Regions from separate parts of the Zea mays genome. Here all the other regions are linked to region 1. A link is a contact called in public Hi-C data. All regions are on one chromosome and are shown on one strand. The core of a region is the stretch at or near the end of the contact, and the rest is flanking DNA. Distances in the headings are between cores, read along the strand shown. Region 1 has its middle 37 kb from the start of LOC103640490. Region 2 has its middle 58 kb from the start of LOC103640492. Region 3 holds the start of LOC100502453.

Region 1 (4,606 bases), core at 852-3,351:
TAAGGGATAAAGTCGGGTGTGTCTCATATGTGCGCCAAAGAAGAACATCACATATAGTGACAAAGTGTATAGAGATAAATGTCACAATTATTATTACATAGCGGAAGAGTCTTACAAAAATAAATGATAACAATAAAATGAACTAAATACTTATTCCATGGCGCCATCAAGCTGACTAGGAGACGCCACCTAGATAAGCTCATACTCCTCGTTGTAGGTCTCCTCCTGGACCACATGTTCTTCTCCTGTGGGGGGTTTATATATCGCAAGGGTGAGCTCACAAAAGATTATAGCTCAACAAGTTGTGGGAAATAATATGCATGAACTCACCAAAGGTGGGAGCCCATGTGAAGTGTAAGGCTGGGCAATAAATAGTGGTTGAAGCTGAGCATTGCTTTTAATAAGTTGCTCAAATTTTATTAGCAGTTACTAAATGTAAGTGTATACCAACCCAAAGTAATAGTAGATCAAAATTAATAATAAACCACAATGCGATGCAAATGAAAAAATAAATTTACTTCCATAAATTAATCATGTGAATGTCCGAGCCGCTCCTGACCGTGAGAATGGCTGATATACCAGTTTTATACTCAGCAGAGGTTGCACATCTTTACCCACAAGTCGTGTTACCCATTTGCCAAGGGATCGCGACTTCCCATTCATCTCTACCGAGGAGATGAGGAAGGGTAGCACTACGAGGCTTTTCCAAAGTTCCACTAGTTTGAGAAAACTCTCTACGGATTCAGGAAGAAGGAAACACAGGAATCCCCCGTCCGGAAAGCCAGGCAGTCCGACCCGAGAACCTCCTTATACTCTACAACGACGCCTCCCCTCTTGTCGCTTTCAGGTAAGGTAATCTCTCCCTAGTTTTCCTAATTACTTGGCCAAGGATGTCTCATTCCACCCTTGTGGTTGCACTATTTTCCAAATTGGTTCTCCATGTTCCAATTAACATAGTAATCTTATCATGAACAATAAATAATCAACAGTAATAATAAAGAATGATCATGTGTCAAATTTATCTCCACCCATAACCACATATAGCAATAGCAAGACTACCCAAAAAGTTCAGTGCTAATCACATCACAAGATAAAGCAGACTAGGGTGACCTATTGGTCCCATCAAAATTAAGCCTAAGCATGCCATAGTGATTATAAAGAACATTATTGGGTAAATAAAGGTGGTCAAGGGCACAACTTGCCTTCAACGAGCTCTTGCTCAAAATTATCCGCCTGCTGAACACCAGGGTCCTCAGTGGCTTGCTCGTCTACTCGCAATAATACAAATAAACATGGTACAAGAGAAATTAACATCACACCAAACATGAGATCATACTGCATAATAATATTCTACGCATCACAACGAGGTCGTAGGTTCGAGAATCACTAAATTCAGAGTTACGGTTATCGAGTTATGATTTTCCGAAGTTATTAAGTGTTTGGTACAGAATATACTAGGTGAGTAATTCTAATTTATGTTTCATTATAAAACATAGTTACCAGGTGATAAACAATATTAATACCAAATTAATGCAACTTGAATAGATCAAAAAGGAATTAAAACGAATTTATTATGATTTAAAGAATTTTCTAGAATTATTTTAATACAAAAACTCATTTTTTATATTTTTTATTCCATTTAACAGCTCTCTCGACTGCGCTCAACAATACTAAAAGTATGGGGGCTAACTTATAAAATTCTCAGGACTCAGATTAAATGCTCCTCAACACGTGATGGACTACGGGTTGATTCCTACATATTCTAGGGGTTTTTTTGCAAAATGACAAACTGCCCAAAAACTCAGTCGTCCGATCTAAAACCGAGCGTCAGGATTAGACCTGCGCCCCATGAACCAGTATGCGGAGGTGGCCGTCGGATCACAGATCGACAGCCCAGATTCAATTTACTTCGATTGATTCTCACATGCACGATCTAGAATGAACAATTGAGATTTAAAACCCTACAGATCTATCCTCGATCGCCTGATGTTTGATCAACGGCGCAGATCCGACCAATACTCAGCATTATGATGATCTGATCTCGACCGTTTGATTGGATCTAACGGTGCAATGGATCTCTTCCCCTCCCGACACCGGTCGTGCCAACACACTGCTGATGAACAGTGGCGGTCCCACCGGCAAAGGACTACCCGACGACCCAGGCCCCCAGACCATACCCGAAAATGCTCTACACGCACCACATGGCCTAGCGAACTAGGTGAGGTGGAGATTACCGGCTATTATCTGGTGGTGTTGTCCGGCCACGACAAAGGGCGGTCCGCGGCAGCGCTGCACTTTCGACGACGAATTTCCCAGGCCTCGGCTGAACTTCCTCCGATTAACCTTTCACACAGCAACCACAGAGCTAGATCGACCCCCCCCCCCCCCCCCCCCCCCCCGCTGTCACTGTCGGGGCCCGAATCCCGCCACTGTCGTGTTTCCACGGCGGCGAACCCCATGGCACGTGAAAGGTCTCGGTGGCGGCCCACAGGGTGTGGTGGCTGATTGATGGTTCTCGCGCGAGTCAGCAGGAGGGGCCGCAAGCACCCGTGGGTTCTATTTGTACGGTCGAGGCAAGTCCGAGCTCGATGCCCCGCAATCCTCGCTGTGGTTGAAGCTCTACAGAGCCGAGCGCGCGTGGGAGAGGATAGCGCTGACAGCGCGGGGCCACAAGTCAGCGAGCGGAGAAAGTGGCGCGGGCGGGGAGTGGCTGTCGTGCGGGCCCCAGATGTCAGGGCGGCCACACGCGCGAGTCGTTGGCCATCTAGCGCGAAGTGCAGGATGGGCCCGATGTAGGATTTCGGCCCATGCATAGTTTTCTCTTTTCTTTTTGTTTTTCTCTTCTTTTCTGTTTTCCTTTCTTTTTATTTTTGAATCTCGAATTTGAATTCAATCTTTGCTGTGAATTTTGTACAGAGATTTAAATGTACAAATTAAAAATGCCAGTATGAAAAGGTATAATTATTTACATATTTTTCTTCACATTGCATATAGGGTTTTCCTTTTCTCTCCCTTTCTTTTCTAATTCATTTTTAATTTCTAGATTGCAAATTAGGTTTAATCCTAACTTCAATATTAACATATTTTTATTACTATTATTATTATTAAATGAACAAACAAATAAACTCCAACATGATGCACTATTCCCTTTATTTAATATGGTTGTTAGTGGTCAAGGTGACCCCATGATTTGAATATGCAAAGATGAGAAAAACAAGTAGTCAAATAAACCTTTTATGTTTCCCAATTCTTGTACATCCTATAAATTCCATTATTTGGGTATTACAACCAAACCCCCCAGGTTGTCCACATTGCAACCACTGCTCAGGAGAAGATGAAGTCCCAGTGGAGGATTTTCAGGAGTTCCAAGACTATGATGAGTTCTAGGCACGGGTTAGCGGCAAACCCCCAGTTAGCTGCCTGTGAAGGCCGTGTGTTGCTACGTTTCGTTTTTGCACTTTTATCTATGTTAATGACTATGTGGATGTCTTGGACATCATGATGTAATCAAATTAATACTATGTTATGTTATTATTTGAGCATTGTGTGATGATGTCCAACTATGTAACTGCTATGTACGTGAATTGCTTATCCTGGCACGTACATGGTTCGCATTCGGTTTGCCTTCCAAAACTGGGTGTGACAGTGGGACAGTGAATTATAAAGTAAATAGGACATAATGGGTCATAGGACACTTGCCTTCACTAGGTTGTTGCTCAGGGAAGTCTCCTACAACACACTCCGAAACCTCGGACTGCTCGTTGTCTATGCAAAGCAATCATTCATTCAACAAATTTGGGAAATGACAAAGGAACAGTACACCAATCATATGCAACAGAGTAAACACAAGTTCAGTGGAAAAGTACAAACACACAAGAGAACTCTAGGTTCTAGGGTAGGTTAATATACCTAGAGGTATGTTGTTCTCTGAGTATTGCCTATCTCAGTAGATTAACTATTTAACTATGTCTATCTTAGTGAACTACTGATTTAGATAAAGTTATTCGAGAGATGGGATCATACATTAATTGAAATTAAATCTACAAGGTTAAGCACTTGCACATTCATTAGGGTGTTACTTTTATTTTACCCTTATTAATTATTCTATCACTTTAAATTAAATTAGAGACTAGCCACAAAATTAAGTCATGCAAACAGTGGATGAACATAATTTAAACAGATAGATTATAACATTATGAACATTTTGCAATTTAAACCACCCAATTTGGAGTTCATATGCAAAAGATATGAAATATACAAGTTTTAAAATCAAAAACACTAAATTTAACCTATATTTGTGATTAAAATAAAGCCCAGGGGCTTCTCTGCAAGAAACCAGGGGCCTAGGCGCAAGAAAACAGGATTGCGGGTTATATTTCTAGGAAACCGAGGGGCTCTTTAACAAAATAACCAAGCGAAGGGGTACAGGGTTTCCTTGGTTGTTAGATCTCGGATCAACGACCGAGATTAGATTGGCGAGCGAGCGTGCGCGCGTGAGCGCGGGCGAGCGCTGACAAGCGGACAGGGCGGTCAGCGGTTCGAGGCAAAGGCGGGCTGACCGGTCGGGCCTAGCGCCAGGGGGCGCAAGCAACCGACGGGTGGGACC
Region 2 (4,548 bases), core at 1,786-4,285, 360 kb after region 1:
AGCAAGTTATCTTGGCTTCTTTGAAGCTAGTTATCTGAAGATTGATCCTACGTCGTGAAGATCGGGCATCGTGACGCATCAACCATACTGTTCATGCTGGATTGTGATCACACTCGCATCAGCACCTTCGGACAAGCCAAAGGTATCAATGTAATAACAACTTTGTTAATGTTCATGTGTATATTATGAAATATAAATGTGAACGAACTAATGAATTGTATTCATTATCGTTATGTATTCTTATCTATTTATGAAATGATGAAGGCATGTCCTTCATGACCATCGTCTGATGATCATTATATCCGAGAGGAGGTAATGCTTTGGAAGACGAAGGTCCTTAATACTTGTCACACCCGGGTTTCAGGGGCACCAAGACCCGGGCGCGAGCCTAATCACCAAGTGTGCTAGGACCAAGTCTTACACATATGATGACTCATGGTACAGAAACAAATGTCACAACATTATTATATAACAAAGTTCTGTACAAAATAAATAAATAATTACATCATATGGTGACAATGATCCAGCAACCCAAAGTTGACTGGGAGACGATGGCCTAAACCACTCACAAACTCGTCACAGCATCCTCCATGCGCCTCATCCTGCGGTACCTGTTCTTGACCTGTGGGGGGGTGTGAGACAGCAAGGGTGAGCTCACATACGTTCATCGCTCAACAAGTTGTGGGAAAAAATGTGTATGAACTCACCAAAGGTGGGAGCCCATGTGAAGTGTAAGGCTTATCAAAGAGGATGGTTAAAACTGAGCATTGCTTTTAAAGTTGTTCAAATTTTTATTAGCAGTTACTAAGTGTAAGTAGATACCAACCCAAATAAGTAATAGATCAAAATTGATAACAACACCCGCGATGCAATGCATATGACAAATTAAGTTTAGTTCCATAAATTACTCATGTGAGTGTCTGAGCCGCTCATGACCGTGAGCACGGCTGATATACCAGTTTTACACTCTGTAGAGGTTGTGCATCTTTACCCACAAGTCATGTTACCCATCTACCAAGGGGTCATGAATCCCATACACCTCTACCAAGGAAGCGAGACAGGGTAACACTATGAGGCCTTTACAAAGTTCCACTAGCTTCAGAAAACCCGCTATAGTTTCTAGGAAGTCCTAATGCAGGGATCCCTCGCCCGACCGCCATCGCCGCAAAATCAACCTGAGGACCTCCCTACACCGACCACTCCCCTACTGCCCTTTCCCCTTTCGGGTAAGGTAGTCCTCCACTAGCTTTCCTAATTAGTCAGCCAAAGGCATCCCATACCACCCTTGTGGTAGCACTGTTTTCCCGGGTGGTTCTCCATGTTACAATTAACAATATGATCTTATCATGAACAATAATTAAAAACCAACATAATTGGAACATGATCATAATGAAACATTAGTTTCCCAAAACCAGGTAGAGCAATAACAAATCTACCCAATAGTTCATCTATTTGTAAGGTGAGGGATAAACAATGCTAGGGAAACCTATTAGGTCCCATCAAATTAACCTGAGCATGTCATAGTGATTAACAGTGAACATTATTAGGTAAAAAGGAGTGATCAAGGGCACAACTTGCGTGAGACTCGAGATTCTAGGTATCAGGATGATCTTCAGATGACTCGTAACATCGTGCTAGTCGTAGCAATACAAACAAACATGGTATAGGCAGAATTAACATCATACAAAATATAAGCACAAACTGCATAATAATAATCTATGCATTGCTACGAGATCGTGGGTTCGAGAATCACTAAAATCGGAGTTACGGTTACCGAGTTATGAATTACTGAAGATCTAAGCATTGGATACAAAAGAAATTAAGTGTATAATTCCTACCTATGTTTCATAACAAAATAGGGTTACCAGATGATAAAAATATTAATATGAATTTATCGCAACTGGAATGAATCAATTCGGAGTTAAAATGGATTTAATATGAATTAAACTAGTTTTTAGATTTATTTTTATACTAAAAACCCATTTTATTTATTAATTCTACCTATTTTATTAATCCTTGTGCTGCGGCCACAATTTTTCAGAAGCCCGAGGTCCGTTCTGTAAAAACCCAAGAACATGAATTAAACCACTTAACACCTAGTGTGGGTCGCGGGTTCATTCATATAAAGAGTGGGGTTTCTTTTGCAAAACTGGCTATCTAAAGGGGTATTGTGTGATCTGAGCCGTCCGATCGGATTTCAGTGGCTAGGATTAAATAGTGGCTTAAAACAAACCGGTACTTGATACTATTGGTGGGATCGTTGATCGACGGAACGGATTAACCATCACCTAAACCAATCTGGGGCCGCCCGATCACGATCGGAGGGTGCGGATACGTCGGGCCGAAGGGGGTGCACGTTAGCCTAATCTACGCCGTACGCATGCAATCCGACGGCTAGAAACACCACCCCACTGCCGATGTCCGAGCGCGGTGGCGCCGCCGAACTTAACAACGGCAGCCATGGCCGGCGTTGGCCAACCTGGCGCCTTGATGTGCGGATTTGAGTGCAAATTCGTGCAAAACGTTGTTGACAGCATGGTGAATCAAGGGAGGGTGCTCTTACCGAGGGAGAGAGCCCGAGTGGATCCGCCCACGGTACGAGGAGGTTCCGCGGCGTTGTTTGTGCTCCAGCGAGCAATCGTTCAAAGGCCGAGGTCTTAATTCGCCTAGCGATGCAACGAGTGGCTTCCGTGGCGGTACGAGGAGGTTCCGTGGCGTTGTTTGCACGGCACCGGGATACGTGTGGTCGAAGTACGATGGTGGCGGCCCTATTTTCTCCAAGCTTGCGGCGATGGTGGCTACGGTGCTTGCGCAACGGATGTGGGCGCAGGCGGATGAGACGATGGGGGTCGCGACAGTTACCATTTATGGCCTGAGGAGATGCGGCCCCGACTTGTATATCCCCTGTGATTCACGGCGGCGATAGCCTAATGGCCCGGCGCCCGCGGGGAATTGGTTGTGAGGAAGGGGATAGTGCTGACCTCGCGGCCCCACCAGACAGCCAGACGAACAGCACCAGCGTGCGCGGGTGGCCGACGGGCGGGACCCATAGGTTGGCGCCCAACAGAGAGGGCAGTGCGCTGGACAACTGAGATGGGCCAAAAGCAGTAGAGTTGGCCCAATTAGGTCTTTCTCTTTTTTTATTTTTCTGTTTTTATTTTCCATTTTTAAATTCCAAATTCGAATTTGTAATTCAAACCTAGGGTCAAAATTACAATCAAAATATCCAGTATGATGCAACTTTATTTAACTATTTATTTATTGTTTTATTTATTTAAATAAATGTTCCTTAATATACATCACACCCAACGGAGGATTTTATTTTAAGAATTAATCTCCCACAAGGGATCAACCTTTCCTTACCTATTTATTGATTACTTAACTAGTTTAGTACCCTTAATTGGTTATGAAAAGGAAATGTCCTACTAAATCCCAAAGGTTTCAAAAATTCTAGAAACACTATCATAGATATTTTTATTTCTTTATTTTATTATTTTATGATATATTTATTTTATTTTTTCTACCAATTTTAGGCCTTACAATACTTAACAATTGTGTTGCCTTGTTCTTGATTCACAGTATTTGAGAACAAGTGACCAACACTTTCTATCCATGATGAATATTAAGGAACACATTTAAAGTGAATGAAGTAACTAATGAAGCAACAAATATATGCATCATGTTGGGGTTTATTTGTTTGTGCATTTACTAATAATGATAATAGTGATAAAATATGTTAATGTTGAAAGTGGGGTTTAACTTAATTTGAAGCCTAAAAAGTGAGAATGACATAGAAAGAAACGAGAGAAAAAGGGAAATAATATACAACAGGAAGAATAATTAATATATAAATAAGGATATCTCTTCCTCTTGGTAGATTGATTTATACATTTAATCTGAGTACAAAATTCAACAACATTTGAATTCAAATTGAGATTTAAAAGTGAAAAGAAAAGAGAAGAAAATAAAATAAAAGGAAAAAAGAAAAAGGAAAACTGCGCGCCTAGGCCGGCCTCCCCTCTTTTCGGCCCACATCGCCTCAGCCGCGACAGCCCAGCTGTGGACCACCCCTGTCAGTCTCCGCGTGCGTGATTCACTCATGACCACCAGGTGGGCCCGCGCTGCAGACGGCAGTGCTCACCATCACTCACGAGTCTCTGCCATGTGGGACCCCCTGTCAGCTGCTTCCTCGACTCCAGCTTGTGCGGCCCGTTGCAACCGTCGCTGAGAACCTCGCGGCTGGCTCAGTGCCTCTCTAGCCAAACCTCCAGGAGCCGGACTTCGCTACAAGGTTATATAAGTGTGGCCGCAGACTTTCCCATCGAACGGATGTCGTGCGCCCCCCTTTGTCGAATAGCTAGCCGCCGAGGACCACGTCGGTGAGTAAGTGTCGTCGTCGTGCCTTGCCCTCTGTTGGTGGCCAGGGCGATTCTCGAGGGCGCATGGAGGGAAGCCGTGGCTCCTGTACGGGAGTAGGGCCACCAGTGTTCCCGTAATTTCTCACCGTCGTTCGTTCTTGGTCGCGGACCGGCAAGGTGCGTGGACGGC
Region 3 (4,826 bases), core at 2,227-4,726, 440 kb before region 1:
CCAAGCTGGCAAATTACCATTTTGGAAATACATTTGGAGCAGTGTCTTGGGCCGTTGGCTGCATGCCTGAAGCGTGTTCCCTGTCAACATAACAAAAGTTTGCACAACTTGCTTCATGCCTCAGTGAAGTGAAGGTGCTGCTTTCATGAGGTTTCAATGATCTGTATTGTCACTTGCATTGTGTATGAGCCCTGAAAGCTTGCTTCTCGTTTACTTAGGCTATATGGCTAGCAGATCGTGCATATAGCTGTGCAAAAGACTGTTTTACACTGTAGACTGCATGGTTTAGTGTCTCTCTCTAGCAGCTCTCCTATCACATCTCTCCCTATTTGAAAGTTCACTCTATAAATTCTGTAAATCCTTTATTTTATACGTTTTTGCTGAAGATAACCTAGCAGAGTGAAATTTAAAATATAAGATTTGAACGGACAAGCCGTGAAAGATAGTCCTACAATAGCAACTGTGCAGCTGTAGCAAATGAGTAATTGCATTGAGATTCTGAGGCAATTACGTCCTGCTATTATTGCCTTACGGAGACATGTAATGAGATGGCATATTTGCCATGACAAATTTATTTGTTGCATACTTTCTTACTTCAGTTACTTGGTCCTAAAATAGTTGATGCTACAGGATATAAATTTTATTCCAGAACGGTTGTGATTCTAGCTTCTCAATGCGCATTTCATTTCCTAATATACCTTCCTTTTTCCACTTTTATCAGTGAAACTGTCTCTATTTTCATCCATCTCTCCTTGTTTTCTTTGCGCCGTACATTTTCTACTTCTAAAGTTTCCGTGTCTTAAAGCACCAGCTATTTTTTTTTATTTTGGGATGGAGCGAGAACACGCGATACAGTACTACACTACTACTTCTGTCGTGACAAATCTGTGTCGCACAACTAACTAAGGGGGTGTTTGAATGCACTACAACTAAATAGTTAGTTAGCTAAAAATTGTTAGTAAAATTAGCTAGCTAACAAATAATTGCCGAACTATTAACTAATTTACAAAAATAGCAAATAGCTGAACTATTAGCTAGGGTGTTTGGATGTCTTAACTAATTTTAGCCACTAACTATTATCTCTAGTGCATTCAAACACTCACTAAGAGGTGTTTGAATACACTAGAGCTAATAGTTAGTTAGCTAAAAATAAACTAAGAGAGTGTTTGAATGCACTAGAGATAATAGTTAGTGGTTAAAATTAGCTATAGACGTCCAAACACTCTAGTTAATATTTCAGCTAAAATTAGCTAGGGTGTTTGGATGTCTCTAGCTAATTTTAGCTATTAACTATTATCTCTAGTACATTCAAACACCCCTTAGAGCTAATAGTTAGTGTCTAAAATTAGTTGAGACATTCAAACACCCTAACTAATAGTTCAACTATTAGCTATTTTTGGTAAATTAATAGTCAGGTAGTTATTTGTTAGCTTACTAATTCTACTAAAATTTTTTAGCCAACTAACTATTAGTTTTAGTGCATTCAAACATTCCCTTAGGCCCGTTTCAATCTCACGGGATAAACTTTAGCTTCCTGCTAAAATTTAGCCATATGAATTAAAGTGCTAAAGTTTAGCTCCTTAGGATGTTTGGACTACTCTAATAAAGTTTAGCATATTGGAATAAAAAGACACCCATGCCCCTAATGTGGAGAGAGAATGGAGTTAGAGGGTATGAGTGAAAAATGAGGTTCTCTGGCTCACGTTTAGCTCCTTTAGCACCTCTTGAGCAGTTTATGTGATAATATGTGCTAAATTTTATCACACCACCATTAGTTCTCCTGTTTGATCACCAAATGGGTAAAAGTAGCTAAAAAAGCTGCTAAAGTTTATCTCTTGAGATTGAAACAAGGCTTTAGTTAGCTAAAAATTTGCTAGAAGAATTAGTTAGCTAACAAATATCTAGTTAACTAGTAGCTAATTTACTAAAAATAGCTAATATCTAAAATATTAGCAAGGGTGTTTGAATGCAATATAGCTAATATTTAGTAGCTAAAATTAGTTAGAGACATCTAAACACCCTAGCAACTATTAGCTAGTTTTATTAAATTAGTTAATATTTAGCTAGTTATTTATTAGCTAGCTAATTTCACTAGCAATTTTTTTTGCCAACTAACTGTTAGTTCTAGTGAATTCAAACATCCCTTAACGGCTTGTTCGGTTCTACCCCAATCTATATGAATTGATGGAGATTGAGAGGATTTCAATCCCTAGTAAGTCAAAATCTCTCTCAATCCGTATTAATCCCCTTCAATCTATATGGATTGAAAATAACCGAACATACCCTAAATTGGGATGGACACTACTTTGTGTGACAAATTTTATGTGCCGCATATCTAAAATCGGGATGAACTTACGTGGTACGCAACACCGTAACAGCTTCTTAGGCTATCCGCAACGGTTACCTCTAAATTTTTCCCCCTATATCACTTTTCCTCCTATTTTTCCCCCTATTTTTTCATCTCCCGCAGCGGTTCCCCCTAAATACTCCCCCTATACCCCACTACCACTATAAAATATCATTTTCTATACCAACTATCAATTTTTTATCTACTAACAATTACTCGTGGACCCATAGCACAATGTTTAGGGTGATGAACAGTGACACGCTAGATCTGGGGGGAGAGAGAAGAGAACCGACGTGTAGGGGGACCGCATGCAAGGGGAGGGGGAGAGGCAGCGGTAACCGCTGCGCACAGCCTTACCCCATGTTTTCCCGCTTATTTTGCTGCCCGCCGATGCTAGAGCTGTGTCTTGTTCCGATCCCGAATCGTTTGTGACGAAGAGTTCTTCGCGCTGACGTCAATATATAGAGAGAGCTAAATACAGTTTCCAGCTACAGGAACACTTGGTTGCAGCGCCATCAAACAATTCTAACAGCGACTCAAACAACAACGCCAGCAGCATCAACAATATGTCCAAAATTCAGTACCACCACATGGTTTCTCATCTGACGGTGAGCTGAACCTGATCGCATCTCCAGACCAGTTTATTCAGCAGATGAACATGAACCTCGACGAAGGCCCTGTTCCAATGTCGCGAGATAAACTTTAGCAGCTATTTTTTAGCTACTTTTAGCCATTTATAGGCCCCATTTCAATCTCACGGGATAAACTTTAGCTTCCTGCTAAACTTTAGCTATATGAATTGAAGTGCTAAAGTTTAGTTTCAATTACCACCATTAGCTCTCATGTTTAGATTATAAATGGCTAAAAGTAGCTAAAAAATAGCTGCTAAAGTTTATCTCGCGAGATTGGAACGGGGCCATAATCTAAACATGAGAGCTAATGGTGATAATTGAAACTAAACTTTAGCACTTCAATTCATATAGCTAAAGTTTAGCAGGAAGCTAAAGTTTAGCTCATGAGATTGAAACGGGGCCGAACTCACGCACTCGATCTCGAACCAACCAGACCACACCAGCGTATCACCATCAGAGCCTGAGGTCCAAGTCGATCTTACTCGGCTGAATCGGCTCACACGCTTGCTCATACTCCGAGTGCGGCGCTCTCAGCCTGAAGCTCCCAGGCCAGGCCGAGCTCGGCGCCTCCTCGCACGGGACCGTTGCCCAGGCCGCCGCCGCCACGCCGCCCTCGAGGAACCTCGCCGCCGTCCTGACCGCCGGCGCCGGCGCCGGGTTGGCTCGGAGGGAGCGCATGAGGGCGGCGTGCGCGTGCAGCGGCAGGCCGCCCACGACCACCCGCTGCGCGTGGTACGAGGATCGCTTGGCGGCGCTGCGCTCCCGCTTGTGCGCGTTCTGGTGCCCGCCCAGCGCCTGCGAGCTGAAGAACTTGCGCAGGCAGAAGTTGCAGGAGAACACCTTGTGCGGGGGCGGCTTGGCGGCGGACCCGGACCCGGACCCGGACTCGGAGTCCGCGGAGCAGCTCGCGGCGTCCGGGGACGGAGACGGCGACGGCGATTCGCTCGCGCCCAGCGTCAGGTTCAGCCACGCCGCGCCGTCGCCGTGCTGCTCCCTGGTGAGTCGCTGCTCTGCTGTGCTGGCCTTGCTCACTACTGACGATGCCTCGTCTCCTCGCTCCATATCTCTCTCTCTTGCTCTGCTTGTTCTTGCTTTAGGTTGCAGGCTTGCAGCCCCTGGATGGCTGGATGGTGCATCAGAAGCAGCTTGCAGTTTGTTGCTTTATAAAGGAGGACGAGGTACGACTAGCATCATTGAATTTTTTTGGGGGGAAGGGGGTAATAATTGAGGGCTTGTCTCTGTGAGGAATCTGGAGGTGAAGAACTTTGTCTGGAGTTTTCAGTGGATATCTATCAAGTTGCTTATCTATCTCCCATCCCTGGGCTCTGGCCCATGCATATATAAATGATAAATCTTTTATCACTCCACTTGCCATGGACGACCCCCATGGCGATGGCGATTTGATTTCCTGGATCACCCGCCCCATCTCACTTCTCGACGTGCGCGCGCCGCTGTTCCTCTTCCTTTTTTTCCCAAAAGAAAACGGAGTGACAATACAGCTCATGGCAAAGGTTTTTATGCTCTCCATCCATCCATGCAGGTGCCATCCGGCCACCCTGCAGGGGATGCTATAGTAGCTACCGAAAGCGACCTGCCATTGACAAGAGTCATGAGCCTTGTTGGGATTATTATGAGGAACGCCGGCAGCTTCAGACTCTAGGGGCGACTGTTAGGTCAGGCCACAACAGGGAATCCCTCCTGCGACAGGCACCTTGTCCTGTCTTGTGCGCCACTGTTGCTTCATTGCTTGGGCATTTGTGCGGTGTGCACTGCTGATGACACACACAGTCCAGCACAAGCCTTTTTCATCAATTCCAGTGGCAGCGTGCCTAGCTTCTCTGGAAACC

What was found. Hi-C and Micro-C count contacts between places; a contact is called where the count stands out from the background.
Region 2: a Hi-C map of leaf mesophyll shows a contact between it and region 1, with 5 times the contacts expected there. The contact joins two enhancer-like sites. A contact is called at or near these places in 2 of 25 Hi-C or Micro-C datasets (endosperm and leaf mesophyll).
Region 3: a Hi-C map of tassel shows a contact between it and region 1, with 2.7 times the contacts expected there. The contact joins the promoter of LOC100502453 here to the enhancer-like site in region 1. A contact is called at or near these places in 2 of 25 Hi-C or Micro-C datasets (ear and tassel).

The regions. Positions count from the first base shown.
Region 1 is chr1:165,864,005-165,868,610 of Zm-B73-REFERENCE-NAM-5.0, forward strand. No RefSeq gene overlaps it. Among protein-coding and RNA genes, the nearest start is that of LOC103640490, 37 kb to the right of the region's middle. Within about 2 kb of position 2,102, at least 17 of the 20 cell types and tissues checked have an H3K27ac peak or open chromatin away from gene starts, as enhancers often do. A contact at or near this core is called in ear, leaf mesophyll and tassel, where this site is marked.
Region 2 is chr1:166,219,581-166,224,128 of Zm-B73-REFERENCE-NAM-5.0, forward strand. No RefSeq gene overlaps it. Among protein-coding and RNA genes, the nearest start is that of LOC103640492, 58 kb to the right of the region's middle. Within about 2 kb of position 3,036, at least 18 of the 20 cell types and tissues checked have an H3K27ac peak or open chromatin away from gene starts, as enhancers often do. A contact at or near this core is called in leaf mesophyll, where this site is marked.
Region 3 is chr1:165,420,749-165,425,574 of Zm-B73-REFERENCE-NAM-5.0, forward strand. LOC100502453 reads left to right here and starts at 3,477. Exons shown (of 3, transcript NM_001348473.1): 1 at 3,477-3,976; 2 at 4,077-4,157. The coding sequence starts at 3,656.